Regions from separate parts of the Mus musculus genome. Here region 2 is linked to region 1. A link is a contact called in public Hi-C data. All regions are on one chromosome and are shown on one strand. The core of a region is the stretch at or near the end of the contact, and the rest is flanking DNA. Distances in the headings are between cores, read along the strand shown.

Evidence for each region. A called contact is a pair of places that touch in the nucleus more often than the background predicts.
Region 2: a contact with region 1 is called in a Hi-C map of cerebellum, with 4 times the contacts expected there. The contact joins two enhancer-like sites. A contact is called at or near these places in 2 of 484 Hi-C or Micro-C datasets (cerebellar granule neurons and cerebellum).

What each region holds. Positions count from the first base shown.
Region 1 is chr9:91,652,848-91,655,680 of GRCm38.p6, reverse strand. No RefSeq gene overlaps it. Among named protein-coding and RNA genes, the nearest start is that of Gm39400, 53 kb to the left of the region's middle. Within about 2 kb of position 1,435, at least 4 of the 459 cell types and tissues checked have an H3K27ac peak or open chromatin away from gene starts, as enhancers often do. A contact at or near this core is called in cerebellum, where this site is marked.
Region 2 is chr9:91,955,612-91,958,444 of GRCm38.p6, reverse strand. The region is part of intron 1 of Gm31409 (a long non-coding RNA gene); the gene reads left to right. Among named protein-coding and RNA genes, the nearest start is that of Gm31409, 4.2 kb to the left of the region's middle. Within about 2 kb of position 1,359, at least 2 of the 459 cell types and tissues checked have an H3K27ac peak or open chromatin away from gene starts, as enhancers often do. A contact at or near this core is called in cerebellum, where this site is marked.

The DNA.
Region 1 (2,833 bases), core at 186-2,685:
ATGTTTGGTGGATGGCCCACCCTTAATCCCTGATTGGCTGAGCAAGCCTGCCTGGTGAGGTGACGTGACCTGTGGTGATTGGTGGGGGCGTGGTTGTGGCTGGGGAGAAAAACACTTGTAACTAGAGAGGTTGGGGGATTTGAAGTAAGTAGCTGCCTGAGTAAAAACTTCATTAAGAAGAACTAGTGGTTGCATCTTTCTTGCTGGTCGAGTGGGAGGGGACAGTTGGAGGCAATTGTAATCCACCTAGTGTGGAAGACAGTAATCAAACTCTCCAAGAGCAGCAAGTGTTATCAACTCCTTAGATATCACCCCAGCCCACTTTGGACAGTTTTGTTTTGTTTTGTTTTGTCTGTTTCTTTTTTTTTTTCAGTTTTGACATTTTATAAAAAAAAAATCTTGAGAAATATATTTTTATCATATTATATAAATGTTATCGAGATGCAGGAATACTTGTAAGTATTAGTTTTAGTAAATCCAAAAGGTAATAAAGTTTGGTCAGAGAATAATTTGTGGAGGCCATCTTACAAAAGTTCTCCAGACAAGTCATTGAAAAGATACACCAGCCTGTTTTATAGCAAGATTAAGAACTGGGGCCAGCACTGAATCCAAACAGCCATAACTGAAGAGAAGGCAACAGTCTGGAAGAAGAAATAAAGCAGAATGAAGAGAATGAGGACAATAAATAGGAAAGAAAGGAAATTCAAGACTGAAAAAAAATAACATCTACAACAAAAGCACCTGTTTGTCTTGAGTAGCTGGAACCAGCTGATAAAAAGCACATTTGAAAGATGTGGTGAGAAAATGTGAAATCTTTCTCCAAGGCCTTTTAAACTTGAAAGTGAACTTCCTGTATGGAGCTATGCTATTTGAGACCTGGACAATTTTACTAGCTTTCCTCTAGACATCCAGTGTCAGGGGCATATTAACATCACAGACAAGGTAAATCCTCTAAAGAAATAAGCTTGAGCCTTCGTACTCCTTTCAACCTCACCTTGTAGTAACAGCACAGTGTTGATGGATTCGACGGCACACCCATCCATCCATGTGTTGCTCTAACACAAATGCATATTTGCAAATTCCAAAGCAAAAGGACACTTTTGAAAAATATCTACCTACCTCTTAGAGAAAAAAGAATCACAGAATTTTAAAAACAACTACAAATAGAATTTTCAAAATAATCACACCAATCAAACAATTGCTTAAAAAACATGTTAAGCCAACCAAAGATCTGTTCTCAGAAGCTCAATATATGAACATATGGTCTTTTCCCACAGCAATAATGCCTGTCATGTGAATGTCCTTTCTCCTAAATACTCTAAGTGATCTCTTACTTTTGTAAGCTTAATTTCTTGGAATTGTTTCTGTTAAGAGTTTCCTCAGGCCGCCATTAGAGGGCATGAAAGAATAATGCGCAGACCAAAGTCAAATGCACCAGAGAACAAGAAAGGAGCGACCACTGCCAGGCAGTTCTGCTTGGATTAGAAAGAATAGTTCACCACCCACCCCGCTCAAAAATTAGTAGTGGAAATAATTTATATGTAAGAACCTATGGTGATAATAGTCTTCCATAAAGACATTAAGACTGGTGACTATTTCATGTGTGGAAGTCAGAAGCAAATTATTAAAGTGTGAAGAAGTAATTTTTTTGATCATTTGAAAGTTAGATATTACCTAATAGAAGTCACTTGGGCTCATGTCAAAATAACAGAAAGAAAGAAACCATAAACAGCGAACAGACAGCAGAGGGCCCAAAGGAAATACAGATAGAACTAGAGTAGTAATGTGTCAAACTTTGGTTCGTGACCAAAAAAAAAAAAATATATATATATATATATATATATATGCAAGAAAAATAATATAGATACATATTGTTCTTTGGAAAGCTTAGGGTCAATTTTGTGTCTTCAAAATCTACCCCCATCCTACTGGCCTCCTCCTGTACCCAAGAAGCTCCCTTCTAACCTAGGAGCAGCAGCAACAATGACAATAATAAAAATAAATAAGTAAATAAAAATAAACTGTCAAAGAGACACTGTGTTTCAAAGATGGGAAAAAAATGACCCAAACCTTCTCGGGCTATAAGTCAGTTGACATTTGAAGGAACTTTATATGCATTCTCCCTTCCTAAATGCCAGGTTCAAAACTTATGAAATAAATGGACCCATACACAAAATAAGAACACAGTTCTTCCCTGTAACCAATGTAAGAGAAGTCAGTACTAATCCAGTCAGTACATTCTTTTAACCTGTGGAGAGAAAATGTATAGTTTTTGTTTCCTGACAAGACAAGCCCTCTCTTATATAAGATGTGGTTTTGGTAACAGTTATTGAATTCCAGCATAAATTTATGATATCTGCCCCTTTCTTTAATTTATAAAACAGTAAAATCTCAAGATCCCCTTCAAAAACAGGCACAATATGTTTCTATCACACTAGCAAGGCTGTTAAGACTCCCTGTAGGGCACTTGGACTTAAAGCCTATAAATTTCCTGCTTAAATTTTCAAACAGGAGAGACGAGGGATACATCTGAGCACATAAACCCACCTTTCAGCGATAGGTCTGTGTAAGTCTGTACTGCTGAAGGCTATAAGAGAAGCTGTAAAGGGCAAGAATTATGGTGAACAGGGTCTCAGACTCCATGTTCTGTTTGTAAACACAGAACTGTAGAAAATACAGAAACAGATGGGGAAAAATTCCTTCAACTATCTGCGAGGAGAACAGGTCTCTTAGGAAGCCATTTGTCCCACAGAGCCATTCAGACGAAGAAATGTATTTGACAAAGTTCAACAGATGGAAATGAAAGAGGCAGCCAACACACATGCTATGTACT
Region 2 (2,833 bases), core at 110-2,609, 300 kb before region 1:
TTATTGCTTATCAAAAATTGATTTAAATTTTATTTGAATTGCTCTTTTTCCATATTTAAAAAAATCCATAATAAATTTTTAGAATATAAAAGACATTTTTTTCTTTATGTGGGATTAACATGGTTGAAAAAATAAAAATGAATTTCAAATCTCTATAAAGAATATCAACAGTAAAAAAAGCAACCAATTAAATTATTTTATTTTTTGCAAATTGTAATTATATATATATATATATATATAACCTAAACCAAAAGTGCATTTTAATATTGATTCAATGATCAATATAAATTCAAAGAATAAGTCAATGTTACTCTGAAATCCAAGTGAGTTTTTGTGTCCTTATCATGTCAATTTGAAGTTATTATGAATGAACTGTTACATTTTTGCATACAGTATCACAATGTGAAGAAATTCAATTTGTATATTATCAAATTATTTCTAAAATTTAATATTAAAACTATTGCAAATACCTGTTTTTCTCTATACGAATATCACAAAACTTGCCACAGATCTTTGAAGAAATTATTTGGCTCCATCCTGCTTTAACAAGTGGATCTTCTTGAATAAACAATGAAAGCAATATATACCAAAAAAATTCATAAAACCTCATAACCATTGAAACATTTGATGTATGTTTTACTGCCTTTTGGTAGATATTTATTCACCCTGCATCAGATTTATTAAGCCTATATTCAGTATCCACACACTAGTATTGAAATTTCTTGGTAATAAAATTGGCCTTGACACTCATTGTGTGACCTTGAGTTTACTTACCAATCTATGACTTCATTTTTCACTCACTTTAAAAATGTATAAAAATTATATAACAATTTGCAGTTATAAGATAAATTAAATTTTACATATTAATATTCTATACAGTAATGCCCTAGTAAAAATAGCATGATCATTATTATTATCTGCCGAGAATATGAAGGGAAAAATGCCAAGTTTCTTATAAAATCTGGCTAGCTGAGTGTTCTGTGGCTAGTACATGCCAAGCACTAGACATACTGAATGCTTGCTTCAAGCCAAGTCTGGGAGAATTATGATTACAATGCAGTAGAGTAAATTAAGTGATGGTACCTTGCTTTAGTTAGTAAAGAGAGAGACACCGTTTCTAGCTTCTGCATTGACAGATTTGGTTAGTAGAAGAGAAATTATCAAAGAGGTCTTCAATTCACCTGATCTTCAAGAATAGGTGACAACCAAGGGGGAGAAGGATGATAACCGCAAGCATTGAGAATAATCTGTGCAGAAGCATCAGAGAGGATTTGAAATTCACCCCATGATACATACAATACCACCCGTATGCACATGGACTTTCATTGCAGTCAAATTTGACTTGGTCAGTTAATTTGGTATGCAAAAGGCCAGGTGTGGTTACATATGCCTATGAATCTGGGGAATAGAGGCTGTTAGACCAGGAGGTCAAGCTCAGATTGGCTACATATAAAAATGGAGGCTAGTCTGGGCTATGAGATCTTACCAAAGCAAAAGCAGAAAAAATAAACTGATACATAGATTAACCAATGGCTAGACAGTTGTGGGCATTTAAACAAATCATATGTACATTTAAAGCCAGAAACACAGTCAATAAAATGTTGTTATGTAATTTTTACAACAATAAAAATGACATGCTTATATTAAAATTACTTTCTGATGCATGTACCTATTTGATAATACCTCTCTTGCGTCATCATATCAACAACAACAAAAAAGGAACAATAGAAAAGTCATACATAAGCAAATCAAATATTAACAAAGAAAGCCAGGCATGGTGCTTCATGCTTTTAATCCCAATATCAGCGAAGCAGAGGCAGGAAAATCTCTGTGAATTCAAGGCCAGCCAGGTCTGCACTGTGAACTCCAGGCCAGCCAAGGCTGCATAATGAGACCCCAAATGTTAACAAAGAATATTAACAAAGATAGACTTCTAAAATGCACGTGAAAACTATATTTTGTTTATAGAGATCTATATTAGAAGCATTAAGTTAGAAAGTAAGTACAGAATTAAAATCAATCAGCTAAAATATCCTACCACTTGAATATAAATACCATGAAAGAAAGGAACCAACCAAGTAAGCACAAGAGTGTCCAATGAAGCTGGGCAGAGGTGGCACATGCCTTTATTCCCAGCACTTGGGAGGAAGAGCAGGAGGATTGCTGAGTTCGAGGCCAGCCTGGTCTTCAGAGTGAGCCAGGACAGCCAGGGCTATACAGAGAAACACTGTCTCAAACAACAACAACAACAACAACAAAACAAAAATCAAACAAACAAACAAAAAGAGAGTGTCCAATGAAGAGTGGAAAAAAAGAGTAGAAAAATATAAAGGAAATATGGTGCTAATTTGGGAGAAAGTATGCTTATATACTAATATTATATTTAGTAACAGGGATTATATATTAATATATTAACAGGGATTAACTATTAATTAGATGATAATAATTAAAAGATGGAAACTATGACTACAAAAATATTTAATTCAAATATTCATGAAGTAACAAAATGACTTAATTCAAAGATAGAAATGAGATGAAAGATTGGACTCTATCACAGAATAGCTTCCTCATATCCAGAATTCATAAAACTTGAAGGTTTGTCTGCTGTTAAAATTGAAAAGAAAATTATGTTTACTTACCAAATGTATATTTTCTTTTGCTCTTTGTTGTAAGGAACCTAAAGCTTCATTCGTGCTAGGCAATTACTCTTCTACTGAGCCATAAAAGCCCTAGATTTTCTTCCAATTTTTAGTTTTAGCCAGGGTCTAAGTTACTGAAACAGATCTTATACATATAATCCTCCTACCTCGGCCTCCTCTAGAGCCGTGATTAC